2 separate regions of the Rattus norvegicus genome follow, and region 2 is linked to region 1. The links are chromatin contacts, called in public Hi-C maps. All regions are on one chromosome and are shown on one strand. Each heading gives the region's core, a stretch centred on a gene start, on an enhancer-like site or on the middle of the called end of the contact. The rest is flanking DNA. Distances are from core to core; before and after follow the strand shown.

Region 1 (7,647 bases), core at 2,530-5,029:
CCAAAGAAGAGACTCATACAGGCCACGCACAATCTAAGTCACCATTGCTGGGGCCAGCCCAGCTTTGGGCTTTCCAACAGGACTCCAGGGAAGGGAAAGGATGATACCAGCTTTTCATATTTAGGTAACCTTAGGCCCATGCCCTACTGATGTGATGAAATCTAGACTGTATTGGCAGGATTTAGTTGCATTGATTAATAAGCAAGTCCCAAGTTCATAGAGTCACTCAGAGTCTTGCAGCGTAAGCTTAACCCTTCCAGTCACTGCGTGGTAAGAGGGAAGACTGCACGCCACAGGGAGGACGTTTCTACAAAGTTGAGATCTGCAGGATTGTCAGGCTGCGTTGCTCACGAAGGCCAAGGATGCCTTACCTTCTGTTTCTTCTTCAGTTTACTTCTTAGGCATGCCTTACCTAGTGTTGTACAATCCTTACAGAGCCCACATTAAAGGACTTCATAAATTTCCATTGACTTACCATAAAACAACTACCAAGCCATTGCCCCAGCACGTGACATTTAGGCTGCTTTCTGTTTCGGTAAAAGGACATGGTTGCTTTTAGGATTCCCGATCTACAGCATTATACTCTTTGCACAGGCAGACAGGCAGATTTGCAACAATCCTCAGCCTGTGCATTTCTGTGGAGCCGTGGGAGGTGAACGCTGTGCAGGATAACAGATGTTTCTGTCACTGACCGGCTTATCATTATTGGCAGTGCTTGGACTGCGCCTTTGCTGAATGCTCTACATTAACTTAGACTTCAAAACTGCCCTTCAAGGGGTGTTAATCTGCTCGTTTCTTCTGCTGGAATTCTTTGAGGAGGCAACCCTAAGCTTAGGAGTCGGCAGTCTGCATCCCAACTGTATCCCTCACTACTGTGTGAACTTGCACAGGTCTCTAAGCCTCCCTGGTCTCAGTTTCTGTTTTGTGAAGTAGGGAGCAGCAGAACGTTACTCTGAAGTGCCGAGCTCGAACAACAGAACCATCCCGTTAGCTTTAAACCTCATCCCATGGCCCTGGCTTTTGTTTGTTTGTTTGTTTGTTTGTTTTACCACAGCCTTATCCTTTCTCCAATGAATAACCACTGTTCTCATGCCCTTGGGCTGCACCCTGACCCCTCTTGTCTCTGTTATTCTACCAGCTCTCGCTTTATACAGATGAGTCCCACAACCTCAAAATTCTGTGTATGTCTTAGGAGTTCATACCCTCAACTCCTAACAAGTTTCATTCAGTAAACGCCTCTTCTTCCAAACAGAGCTCCTAAGGGTTTCTTTGCCCTTCAGGTATCCTTTCCTCTGGTAACTCTGGGTGTGTCTGTGTGGTGACATCCATCGCACTATCGTTTATTGTCTATTTGCTGATAATTTGCCTCTAATAGAACCTGGGCCCTGTGTGGATAAAAATCTGTTTGGTTTGGTCTTATAGCTTCGCTTGCAGTGTGTTGTCGGGTATGCGGAAAGTTCTCTGATAAATATTTGGTAACTGGATGGATCAATATCTGTGTTACTCATCAGGCAAAGATCCAAATGGCCTGAAAAGACACTGTACATAGCAAATATTTGCCACCACCGGGCTAGGTTAGGTTTCGAGCAGCCTTGTGGGAGGAGGAGCTCACGTAGCCAGGGACAACTCTGGAGGTGGACACTGTGGAATTCCCAAATACTCAGGTGTAGTCACCTGTCATGGTTCTGAGTGACTCCCTAACCTCAAAGGACAGGGTTGCTAGAGGCTACTATGCTCAGCTGCACATGGGAAGCACACTGTGGACAAAGCCCCAAAGAGGAATCCCTAAATTACATGGGTGGTGGCTGCACCGGAGGAAGTGATTAATCTCCCACAAGGAGAGTTTTGAAAGTGATTGCCTTGATTCTGATGATTAAACTGTGATGTAATTGTCTGAAAAAAAATGAAAAATAGATACATGTTTTAGCACATCACTAGGTACTAAAATTACACTGGTCAGGGATATGGGGTGTGCCTAAAAGGGGTGGGACTTGGGATAGCTAACACTATGATTCCATGGTAGACAAGAGTCAGCGTGAGAGACCGAAGGGGCCAGAGACTTATTGCTACAGGTCTCCTCCTTGCCAATCTACTAGGGTTTGACTTCCTAAAGATGTTTCCAGAACCTATCCAAAATACCAGCATCTGGAGATGAAGACCCTGACCCACGAGCCTGGGAAGGACATTTCATAGTCAAACCATAGCCGCATCTACGTGAGGTACTGCGGACAGCAGAAGAAAACTTCCAGAGACAAATAACAGCTGTGAGCCCCTCAAATCTCAGCATCCAGGAAAGGGGGTGCCATGTAGTGACACCTCTGGCAGAACACCTCTGCACATGCATGGTGCCAGTGTTCGCTCTTTGTGCCTACGCTTGCCTGGCTCCTTGGTCCTTGAGAAGACATGGTTCCCTCCAGTTGAGCTGTCTTTAGCCTCCCCAGTATGGGGGGAGCCCTCTCCTCAAATACTGCAGGTACTTTATCCTCCGATGGGAGCCAGGTTTCATTTACCTCTTGTTTCCTGTTGGCACCAAGTGTGGTGGCTGGTACCTAGGTCTCCATAGCCAGTGTACACCGAATGTCCAAAGATGCTTCAGCTGCAAATCCATGTGTTCTGTGCGTTGTCTGCCAAGCACTCTTGGGTTATCAGACCCTAGCTCTGCGGTGTCCTTTGTGATCGTTTTTTTCCTCCGAGAATGAAGATAACCTTTTCTGTGTCCCTTTGTGTGCGTCTAGCACAGGTTCCCACAGTAAAACAGTTGTAGCAATTCCATCTAGGAGGCACCGGGCTGCCTGTGTCTAGCTTCCCAGATCAATGCCAGGCCTGTGAATTTAGGCCTGGAGTGCTGTATTTGACGTGCTTATGAACGCATGCATCTGCTGAGCTGTGGCCTGTGGCCAGGCTGCAATTCTGAGCCTGCCTTCTGGACTGTGTTTTTGAGAAGCCCAGCGGAGGAAACCTTGCCAATCGTTCCCGGAGAGCAAGACACCACGGAACTTGCTTTGTGGAACCTTCTTTTGTCCTTAAAGGCGCCCAGAGATTGTCTCTACTAGCACGCTGAACAGGGACACACGCTCGGCTCTAAAGGGCTTGAAAAGGAAGCATTGCACCGTGGCCCGTGACTTGCAAGCCTTAGCTTGTGGGTGTTTGGGTGAAGAATGGTGGGTTCAGAAAGGAGTTTGTCTTCTGGCCAAGGACAGCATTTTTTCTGTTCTTTTGAAAGAATTACCCAGGACAGCATGTGCTGTATCATGCTCGGCCACCTGATACATCGTAGGCAGCTTGGATTCATGCCTGACCCTGTCCAAGCCTGATTCCCTTGGACCGGTTACCGGTGCGTGGATCTCAGAAGCCTCTGTTGTTGATGTGACAACCCAGGGCTTTTATGCTCATCCTTAGAGATGGGCTGAGGATCCTGCCATGCAACTTAATGGAATGAGTCAAGTTTTAAAACAATAGTTAATTCTGATGTTTTCTCCATGTGAGGGTCTGCATGCGGTCTGGCATTTTCTTTGAGCTAAGCTAATTTGCTGGCCAGAGACAACCAGGTATTAAGCATAGGCAGCCTGGGTGCCCATTTGAGACCAGTGCTATCGGTGATGCTGGAAGTAAGTCTGGACATGCAGACTTGCTTAAGTTAAGCAAGGGTCATGGTTAAGTCCCTTTGTGAATAGCTGGTGCCAGACTCTTCCCTGGCTCTTCATTCCGGTTCATACTGGATGCAATCAGCCAGCAGCCAGAGTCAGCCTACAGTACCTGCCTTGTTTTTCCTTTGCCCTTTGCCCTTTGCTTCTTGTTCTCCACAGGGCTCACCAAGCCTCTGGCTGTCTACCTCTAAGTAAACCAAGGCACTGGTTAAGATGACTTCATTTTCTGAAAATTCCCGTTTTGGCTCGGCCTGCGTTTCTTGATTTATACTCGTTAATTTCCTCTGACTTGGCTAGCTCGTATTCCCTTGGACATATGATCTTTATGAATAAAACATCCAAGGGCCAAATGTTTTCCTGTGACGACTCCACGTGACACTCCTGAGAGCTGACCTAAAGCACAGAGCAGGGTGGGTGATTCTCAAGCTGGGGACCTGGAAACAGCTGTGGCGTCCTGGGGAAAGCCTCGAGTCCAGACTTCCTTCAGCGTGTCTCCCCCTTTAGCTAAATCTTCAACCAAGCACACAGCTCTCCTGCTTTTTTTTAAACATGACATACTGTGTGCTGCTTGTATTCCTAGTCTTGGTGTCTCTGTCTGTTAGAGGATTGTACAGCACTGTCCCATGCTGCCAGGCACGGTCGTGTGAGTTTTGGCATCCCTCACTCTGGTGGAAAGATTGTATTCCTGCTCTATTAACGTCAGCCTTGGCTATGAGATTTGCTGGGGCTGGCAGAAATGAGTACAGGGAACTGTGCCACCATTGTCAAGGCGCTTTCAAAGTCATAACACGGCCCCCTGTCTCTCTTTCTCTTTCCTGTTGGGTCTTAGAATGAAGGAGGGTTTTTAGAAAAGCTGTAGCTTAGCCATTGGTTTCATAAGATGTCAACCTTGGTTGAGGTAAACGCTGAAAGGTTCAGGTTGTCTGTTATTGCAACGCCATCTGAACAGTACAGTTGGCAACGGTGCAGTCCGCCTGATGGGCCTTTCCGTGAGAGGTATTTGAGAGGAGAACTTAAAAATATATCTATCTATATCTACAACATACCAGATACTGTGTCCTGTACGGGCCATACATATACTTGTATATGTCACAGGCCTTGTCCTCTAAAGAGCCCATGTAGAAGAGACAGAAATTTCTATTAAAAATGATGTCAGGGGGTTGGGGATTTAGCTCAGCGGTAGAGCGCTTGCCTAGCGAGCGCAAAGCGCTGGGTTCGATCCCCAGCTCCGAAAAAAAAGAAAAGAGAGAGAAAAAAAAAAAAAGAAAAAAGAAAAAAAATGATGTCAGTAAGATTTGATCTCTTCCAGAAAACTCTGAAAAAACAATTAAAAGAGCAAACCTGGGCAGCGGTGTTGGTGCTGAGCAGCTGGGTGACCCATCACTGTCGGAGTGGCTCCTTTTTACGCAGCTAAGCCTTACAGATAGAAACGGCCTATGCAGAGCTGGGGATGGCTCAGTTGGCACAGGGCTTGCCTGCTATGGGTAGAGCCCTGTGCTTGATCCCATATGAGCTGGGAGTGGTGGTGCTCACCTGGGAGTGGAGGTGCTCACCTGGGAGGGGTGGTGCTCACCTGAGAGTGGTGGTGCTCACCTGGGGGTGGCGGTGCTCACCTGGGAGTGGTGGTGCTCACCTGGGAGTGGTGGTGCTCACCTGGGAGGAGTGGCGGTGCTCACCTGGGAGTGGTGGTGCTCACCTGGGAGGAGTGGTGGTACTCACCTGGGAGTGGTGGTGCTCACCTGGGAGGAGTGGTGGTGCTCACCTGGGAGGAGTGGTGGTGCTCACCTGGGAGTGGTGGTGCTCACCTGGGAGTGGTGGTGCTCACCTGGGAGTGGTGGTGCTCACCTGGGAGGAGTGGTGGTGCTCACCTGGGAGTGGTGGTGCTCACCTGGGAGGAGTGGTGGTGCTCACCTGGGAGGAGTGGTGGTGCTCACCTGAGAGTGGTGGTGCTCACCTGGGAGGAGTGGTGGTGCTCACCTGGGAGTGGTGGTGCTCACCTGGGAGGAGTGGAGGTGCTCACCTGAGAGTGGTGGTGCTCATCTGGGGGTGGCGGTGCTCACCTGGGAGTGGTGGTGCTCACCTGGGAGTGGTGGTGCTCACCTGGGAGGAGCGGTGGTTCTCACCTGGGAGTGGTGGTGCTCACCTGGGAGTGGCGGTGCTCACCTGGGAGTGGTGGTGCTCCCCTGGGAGTGGAGGTGCTCACCTATCATCCCAGTACCCCAGAGGCAGCGGCAAGAGGATCAGTTTGAAGCCAGCCTGGTAGACCTAAGATCCCGTCTCAAAGCAAACCCCAAACCATTTTCAGGCCCCAGTACTCACACTTGATTTCAGTCGTTCTGGTTGTTTGTAAGTGTACAAGTAGTCAAAGCCGTAACAGCAAGTTTCCTAGGAACAAGATTCCATGTTGTGTAGCATGATAGCCCCTGACAGTCAGTATGGTTTGTCCTGGGAAATGCAGCTGCTTCTAAACTTCTAGAATGGGGTTACCCGATAATTCGTGGAGATTCATGATGCCCCTGCTCTAATCCAGGATAGCTGGGTTAGAAAGAATCCCACTCATAGGACTTCATTGGGGACAGCAACGGGAGGATGCAAGGTATCCTGGGGACCTGGAAAGGCTCCAAGACAGTATTGCTCCACCCCTCCTCTCTGTCACTCACGGAGCATAGTCCAGGCTTTACTCTTGAAGTTGCCTTTGGTGACGGCCTCTGGAACTTTCTCCTTCAGTCTCCTCTGATTCTGGCTGGTCCCCGTGCTGACTGGGCCCTTCTCTACGTGACCGTTACGGTTCATTTTATGTGTCAACTGCCCAAACTGGTAAACAGACACTGTTCCAGGTTTCTGCAGAGTGTTTTGTATCAGTGCTACAGTTTAGGATGGGAGTGTCTCCTGAGGGATAATGTGTTAAAGGTTTGGTCTCCAGCCACTTGGAGGTAGAGTTGAACTCTTAAGAGGTAAGGCATTGCCAGAGGAAGTTAAGTCATTGGCCGAATGCCCTTGGAAGGGGATATGAGGACTCGGGTTCTTCTAGTCCCTTACTTTGCTTTTCAGCTGCTATGGGTCTAACAGGCTTCCTTTGCCACGTGCTTCTGCCATGACGTACCCTGCCACCACAGGCCCCTCCAGCAGGGCTAATCGACTATTGACTACAAAGCCATGACACAGAATAGACCTTCTTTTAAGTTAATTTTCACAGGCGCTTGTCTTAGCAATGGAAAGCCAACATACTGAGTAAAGCAGTAACGTGTGTGTGTGCGTGTGCGTGCGTGTGTGTGTGTATGTGTGTGTGCGTGCGTGTGTGTGTACACACCTGATAAACACCGTTTTGGGTGTTTATTATCCCTGCTGGTATATTATCCCAATCAATCGAAACCCTGAGTACAACAACAAGGCTGCTCCTCCTCCTTGTAGAGCCTGACAACCCTTTAAATTACAGACACTACTGTATCATCAGTTCTCCAGGGCTCCCAGTATCCTGCCTGTGACTCTTAGGACTTGAGGTCTCTATAATTGCACGAGCAAGTTCCTTGTAACCCTGCCCTCCCTGTCGACAGACATACACGCTCTGTTTCCTCTGTTCCTTGGGAAGGAACCATTACAGATGCAGAAGTTGTATGGCTTGTGGTATTTTCAGGGTTTCAACACCTGACCTGTGGAATAGCAGCTCTGGTTTGCTCCACAGAGTGACCCTAGGTGAATCAGTGTTGGGTTGGAGATGCTCTGGGCCATAGCATGGGACCCCCACTCAAGCAGGTTGGAGTTGGATGCTGAGGAGCGTAAGAGCAGTGTTCCATTCTCTCTCGTGTCTTGGTTAAGGTTTCTGTGGCTGCATGGCCAAAAGTCAAGTCCTTGAGGAAACTGTTCATCACTGAAGGAAGTCAGAGCAGGAACTCAATCCAGTTAGGAACCTGGAGGCAGGAGCTGACTTAGCTTGTTCTTCAATGCCTTGCTCGGCCTGCTTTCTCACAGAACCCAGGACCACCAGCCCAGGGATGGCACC
Region 2 (7,647 bases), core at 3,436-5,935, 260 kb after region 1:
CTTCATCCCTATAACCCCTCACAGATATGCTGAGATGTTCATCTCCTATGTGATTTTCTAGACCCTTTGAAGTTGATAGCCAACACAAGCCAACATAACTATTGTGACCAATGTCAGTTTCTGTGTGGACATATTCGCTCATTCTTCTGTAGGTACCTACAGGCCTGGAACTGCCGGCTCAGGATAAACTTGCTCATAGTTAGTCATAACTATAACTATAACTAACTAGTCACTCATAACTGACAGTATGTTGCCACGTAAAGGTACAGTTATAAGTGGGATTCTTATTACTGATGAAGAATATCTTTTGCATTGTTGGGAAGATCAAATAGGAAATAGAAGAAGGGTACTGAGAAGAGAATCAGTTGTTTGCTGTTTGTGTGTGTGTGTGTGTGTGTGTGTGTGTGTGTGTGCGAGCGCATGTACGCGTGTGCTCGCACGCATGTATGCGCACGCAACAGGGGCTTATTAATGACAGTGGTAGTCCAACTAGGTCCTTTGAAATAATTCAAGGATTCTTACCTGTTCAGGCCAAGAAGCAACATCTCTTTGGGAATGGATTAGCACAAGTCACCCATCATTTTTCAACAATTTCCAGGAAGGCAGTTCAAACTGATGATAAAATCTAGAAAGAACTAGAGTTAGATGGGGGAAAAAGTTCTTGTGAGGTGGCTAAGGAATATCCATGGGAAAGAGGAAGAGGAATTGTCCAAATGTAGATTGGTCTACCTATCTATGCATCTGCCTATATTCATGCTTCCTTCTATGTCTGTGTTCATGTGAATGGAGCTTTCTTGCTCTGGGCCAAATGACAATTCTTTTATTAGACTAAAACGCCTCATTCAGCAATGATCCCATCAAAGAAACTAGACTTTGTTGCATCGGTAAAGAGTTTAAGAGCTATGCTGGCCTGGGCAGGAGAGAGAAACACACAAAAGGAAAAAGGAAAAACTGAACTTTAAACATCACAATCTTGAGGCACTGGGTAAAGTTTGTAAATGTCACAAGTGACATGGTGTTATTTCATTCTGATGCTTTCCCGGAGCTGCCATCCTCCTTCGAGTCTTCAGAGGGATTTAATTTTGATCTTTTAGAAATGTTCTTTTCTTCTGAAATGAAAAATTTGTCATGGAAACAGAATCAAATGTAAAATTGTGTGGGCATTAACAGTTCCCCAGACTAGTTAGAATTCTCAAGCTCCATCCTTGCGTTCTGTGCTGGTGTCAAGGAGACCAGGGGGCAGGGGCAAGAATGAGGCAACATTTAGGAACGTTCCCTCTCGAAGGGGGCTGTACAAATTTCAACACCCAATCAGTATTTCAGCAGGTGTGTACCTCATGGAGAAAGACTAAGACACAGACATAGATCTTGCATAATGCATGATATCTACATACATGTACAGTCATCTATGTACATGCATATCCACTCTTCTACACATGTATTGTATATCTATACTCCCACATACAATTTTTTTATTGGCGAAATCTTGGAAGTGAGATTTGAGTAAGCTAAGTGGAGGCTTATTCTCCCCTTCTACTTTGGTTTGGATGTTGTCTGTTTCCATCGAGATTCCAATTTGCCAGTGGACGTTACAAGATTGATGGTGGTGGTGGAATAAAAGGTAACTAGGTGGTGAAGCAAGTATCAGAAGCTGGCAAAATGCACGTGCACTGGGAATGACAAAGCATCCATTCATAACAGTCTGTGATACAGTGAGCAGAATCAGGTAGAAAACAGCACAGGACTGCCCACTGAGAATGTTCTAGATTTATTTTATGAGTCAAAAATACGCATCTTTACTTCATGATGTACACAGCCTCTCATCATAACAACAGAAAAGGGACTGGTACTGATGACATCATCTTTATTATGGACCCTCAACCTTTTATTTCTCTTTATTGTCCCCTTTCCCTTCCACTGGCCACAGCCTTCTCATGACTGGTTGAGCTGCTAGCTGTCCTGAATGGTTCAACTGGACTGGGAGTACAAAGACAGAGATGACATTTCTCCAAAGCTGTTGCCCCTCTCTTCCCCACTTTAAGTCCTTGTTCATAGTCATGCAAAATGCATTGGCTTTTACTCTGATTTTCCAAACCCCACTGGAAAATATGATTATAAATGCCTTTCCCTTTCTTGAGATTATCTACAGAGCTATCTGAGAAAGTCAGAAGTTAAACTGACCTCCTTTGGGGAGTGAAGATCTCTGAATTCCCTGTAGGGTAACAAAATATATCAAACAGGAGATGGTTGGGACCAGCTTCTTAATTTTACAGATGAGAAGATTGAACCCTAGAGCAGCTGGGAGGTTCTCGGTCTCACAGCTGGCCTGTGCCCAACCGGAGCATAAATTTGTCGTTTCTTTGGTCTCGAAGGCTGACATTCTTTCTCCTCAGCTATACTTACTCTTTGAAGAGGGGATGAAAGGGGGATGAAGAGGGGATACTTTCACGTCTGTTGCTGCATTTCTTTGGGAATCACACAATCATAGGCGTTAGATGATGCACACACATATCCCCATTTGTTATTTATTTTCTCACATTTTAGACAGCAGAGAACCGAAGAACTGAGTCCTGACACCCAGAACTGCAACAGCACTGGTCAGACTGTGCTTCTTACAGGGCAAGCGCTCAGTACAGGCATCTGGCGGATGAATGGGAGTCACAGGAAAGGAGCATCAGAATTTGGGTCTCCCTCAGTTGGCAGGGCAGCTCACATCGAGCACAAGGGCATAGTGTCTGCCCATCCCCCAAGTCCCCCCACTAAATAATACAAGCACTCAAACCAAAACAAAGCAAAAACACGTTCAATAGTGATGGCGATTAATGCCATGCTGATCAGTCAGAGAAACAGATCAGTTCAGCATCTTACAGAGGTCCCTGCATGCTGCCGCTTTTGTTTGTTTTGTTGTTGTTTTGTTTTGATTTATTTTGTTTTGTTTTTGGTTTTGTCTAGCCTCTTTAAAACTTCTCTGAATTTCTTCTGTGGCTCTTCATTCCTGCCCAGGGAAGCTGCTTTATCCGCAGGAATCTTGTTCTCCCCATATGCTTTTGAAAGTTCTTCCCAGGATGTCATTCAGTGCATAGGACTGAATGCAAGGGACGGATGCATCATTCCTTCCACAGTCAACTCCACCCTTACTTTCTGGGGATGCTGCGTGAGGACAGTCTTGGCCAGGAATCAAACAAAGCCATACCAGAGCCTGGCTTTGGCTTCTTCTCTGGAAATGCAGAATGAACACACAGGATTTTAGCAGAGCCCGTTACAGCCAGTAATTGAAAATGATGAAGTGTTTTCAAGATCAGCATCTCAGATCACTCATTTATGATTGACCTAGAAATAAATCATTTATTTTAGGTTTAGGCCTTAAAAATAAAAAGCAAAATCAAAGCTCGATGCTTTGTTTTCATGGTTCTCTTTACGTCAGGAAAGGAGATGAGGGACAGCACTGTGGGCTTTAGTGGGGACGGCAATCCAACACTATTTTCCTTTCTTTGTTGGTAACATTTTCCTAGCTGTATCCACTTCCATTTTATGACTCAATTTACTGTGTTTAAAATTACACCACATTCTTCCTGCAGTGCGTAGGTCAACTATATGTACCATGTATACAGTGGGAAATTCTTCCTCACAGATCTGGAGAATGCTATGGACTTTGTATTTGTGTCCTTGTTGCCATGGTGACTAGAAAAGGGCAAAACCAGGGCCTCAGAAAGTGGAGTGGCTAGGCAAACAGGATATCATGACTCGGTGTGCACCTCAAGTGCCTCAAGAGGTGGATTAAAACGTCTTACAACCGCTGTCATAAAATTCACTTTCCATTTCTCCTCTGTGGGTTATTGCCTGATATACATATTCTCAAAACAATCACTTCACTCAGCTTGGTCCTTCCCCTGCGAGGTACAGCTTGGTGGCCATTTCTCTCTGATGCTAGTCTCTGCAAATCCAGGAGGAAGGCGGTACAGCCACATGTGAAGAAGACACACCGATGAGAATAGCTATAAACCAGGCTATTTCCTTGAAGCCTTTCACTTCAAATCCATTTCCATGAGAATAATAAAGCATTCTCTCTGCTTGTTTAAGAGGTTGCTAAATAAACGTGGGCAACGCGTAACAACACTGAGGTGTTAAACATTTACCAGCTGTGAGCATACAGCCTGTTCTTTATGTTGGGCAATGGTTCCCTGCTCCCCAACTCAATATTTCTTCATATATATACTTTAGCTACCCTTTGCGTTGAACTTAAAGGGCTTGTCCTCAAAAGTAACTTTGGATATGGGTAGAGAATGTCACCCTTGCCAGGCCCAGGACTGTCACAGCAAAGGCGAGAAGAGAACATTTCCTACCCTCATCTTTTCTATTTCTAGTTTCATTCAAACGTGGGCTGCGGGAGAGCCTTCATGCAGCGCTTCCCTGTCCCCTCTGCCCATTGCATAGGACTAACAGTATGTCCAGGTCTTCTAATCCGTGGTTGAACTTTTAACTTCCAGCCTAGTATGTACGTTTTCCACAATCTTGTTGTTTTTCTCAGTGTATTTTCATGTAGACAATATAATGGACATTAAGTCATAGGACTACATTTAAGTGTTTATTTCCTGCTCTTAATATAATTTCATACTAGATACACTAGTGAATCAAAAATATTTTAGCTGCTATCCTGGCCCCTCTTCTGCCATCTGGTGGACAAATGAGGAAGCGGTGGGGATTAAATAAAAGGACGTAGCTTTTTTCTTTATGAAACCCGTAAGTGCTTCTATTAGGAAGTGTTTAGGGGGCGTTATTCATCGAATGGTGCCCACAAAGGCTCACAATCAAACGCCATTCTCTGTGGAATAAACAAATCCAGTCGGTTGCTAGGAAGACTATTATATGTTATGGATTTGGAAGCCTCGTGGCTGGGTTAACAGAACAGTCAGTAAAATGCTCGCCTTGCAAAGAGGCCCCAACTTTAATATCCAGAACCCACTAAAAAGTAAGCTGGCTTAGAAGCCTAGCAGTGTGGAGGAAGAGAGACAAGTGGCTCCCTGGGGCTCAATGACCAGCCAGACTAGCATACTTGGTGTGTTCCAGGCCAGAGAGACACCCTATATATCAACAACAAACCAATAAAAAAAAAAACCCTTATATTCAGTAAAGGGGGATGGTGCCTGGGTAACAACTCTCCAGATTGTCCTCTGGTTCCCACATATAACCCTGCACACACTCTGTCTTTGTGCACCTTAACACGAACACACATAAACATAGAAAAGAGAAAAAGCTTCCAATGTTAGAGCTACAAAGAGGGCTACCTTCACTCATTTTAGTAGGGGTCTAATGACATTACACCCCTGACTACAGATGCTTTCCTAAGCATTACGGGAGGGAGAGAGGGAGGAAGGAGGAAAGGAGGGAAAGAGGGAGGGGAGGAGAGAGAGAGAGAGAGAGAGAGAGAGAGAGAGAGAGAGAGAACAAGAACAAGGGAAGAGAATATTTTATGTTACAAAGAAAAAAATTGAGCACATTAGTATTCCTTAAACCTTCACAAAGTCAGTCTCTCTCTCATATTAGACTTAGGACCTTGGACATGCAAGGTGAGCAGTCTACACCTGTGAAAGATGTTTTTATGAGAAAATTATCCCTGCGTACATCTACATTTTTAATCAAATTTATTATTGCATGATTTGTAATATCCAAATTGTTGCCAGTTTGGGGAAAGTGGTAGCCCTTCTCAAGTGAGCTCGAATAAGCTTGATGAATTTCCCCATGGGTAACCAAACCTGAATTCCTATCTTCCACCCAAACTCATAAAACAGAGACAGCCAGAGTCATCCAGGCAACATCATGCTTGCTAACTATCCCATCTATTCTGCGAGCATTCTGTATGCAGAGTGAGTTTGGCTGAAAACACTACAGGACAAAGGACAGGCTGTGTTAAGAATAACTTGGAGCTCTTGGTTTGGTCCACTGCCACATGCCCTTTGATTTTACAAGGACATTGAAATCTGATGAAGGTACATTGTCAAATTCCAGAATCATTACTCATGGATAGTAAAAAAAATGGTGATATAGCTGGTACACTCCAATGGGGCCCTTGAAATTCTAGCCCTGCTTCCTGACTCCTCCACTTAGCATCCTCTTGGCCATAGCTAGAGTACACATCCAGTCAGAAATAACCTAGGCTTAAAGAGGGGGTGGGAACTCCATGTTTAACATTGCTGATTATAATAATCAATGGGATATTTTGACTACCTTGATATGGGATGCTTTTCTAAACAACATGAAAATTTCTGTTGGCCAAAAATAGACTTTAAAATTATAGCCTCTAGACTTTGTAGTGGTTTCTCTACACCATTTCCCTCACCCCCCCCATGCCCTCCCCCAGATTCTCAGCCACTATGGCAATGTGAAAAGTAAATGTATTTTCACAGTTGACTCCAAAAAACCTCTGTGTTGTTGTTGTTGGTGGTGGTGGTTGTTGTTTTCTTGTTGTTGTTTTTGTTTTGTTTTGCTTTTTTCTTTGTTGTTGTTGTTGTTGTTGAGTGCCGGCAATTGACCTCATGCAATATTTTGCCCATAAGTGGTACGCTGTGATCCTCCAGGATCAAAGTTACCTGGAGCCAGTAGGCATTTCTGAATATTGGATCAACTCCTTTCTTTTATTGAAGTTGATAATATGGTAACTAAAATATTCTGAAATAACAGTGTAACACTTGAAAGATGAAGAATTACAAAGGAGCTGAATCCAAACCCATTTGTTGTGGCACACACTGAGAGATGGGAACCCGAACAATAGCTTTTGTAAAGGAAACAAAGTTTCCTGTCCCTGTTGCCAGTTTTAATAAATAAAACATCAGAGCCATTCCTTAGAAATCTGTTCAACAACTGTTTGACTGGGTAAGATGTAAGTGCTAGCCACAAGACGGGACTGTGGGTCACTGCTGGTGACACAGGGTGTTTGACCTTTAGTTCCAAGGCTCGCAGATTATGTTGATGACAGACACAGGGGTAAGGCTAGAAAGCATAATCACAAGCAAAAAATAATGTGCACATTTATTGAGCCAAATTTACCAGCGCTAAACTAAGAATGAATACACACACACACACACACACACACACACACACACACCCTGGGCAAGCAGTGATTTCATTTGAAAGATGTAGTAGTTTGTGGTAATCGATATAGGGGTTATAATGTGTTATAGTTAAAAAACACCTCTGAAATGTTGGGGTACATTATGCAGACTTATGAATGTGGAATAATTAATCTTGATTGCAAACATAAAGGGTTTTAGAATGAGGGATGAGACAAACCTCTGAGTGTGCTTATGAGGGCATTTCCGGAGAGGTTTAACTGATTTAGAAAGACTCAACTGACATGGAGAAGCACCATTTCACTAGCACTGGGCCGACTAGTTATAAAGGAGAAAGCCAGTTGGGTACCAGTCTGCATCATTCTAAGCTTCTTAGCTGCAGATACAATGTAACCAGCCACCTAAATCCACCACCCCTTGACCCTGAGTATCCTCAGACCATAATCTAAAATAAAACTTCTCTAAGGTTCTTCTGTAAGATACTTTGTCACAGCAATGTGAAGAGTAAACCTTCCCATGAATCCAGAACTAATTAGTGACCAACCTTACATCGTGTGATGGCTTTACTAATTGAAGTATT

Evidence for each region. A called contact is a pair of places that touch in the nucleus more often than the background predicts.
Region 2: a contact with region 1 is called in a Hi-C map of liver, with 5 times the contacts expected there. The contact joins two enhancer-like sites. A contact is called at or near these places in 2 of 12 Hi-C or Micro-C datasets (hepatocytes and liver).

Annotation. Positions count from the first base shown.
Region 1 is chr15:58,368,137-58,375,783 of GRCr8, forward strand. No RefSeq gene overlaps it. Among named protein-coding and RNA genes, the nearest start is that of Serp2, 59 kb to the left of the region's middle. Within about 2 kb of position 3,780, at least 17 of the 93 cell types and tissues checked have an H3K27ac peak or open chromatin away from gene starts, as enhancers often do. A contact at or near this core is called in liver, where this site is marked.
Region 2 is chr15:58,627,921-58,635,567 of GRCr8, forward strand. All of the region lies in intron 4 of LOC102546462 (a long non-coding RNA gene), which reads left to right. Among named protein-coding and RNA genes, the nearest start is that of Lacc1, 190 kb to the right of the region's middle. Within about 2 kb of position 4,686, at least 13 of the 93 cell types and tissues checked have an H3K27ac peak or open chromatin away from gene starts, as enhancers often do. A contact at or near this core is called in liver, where this site is marked.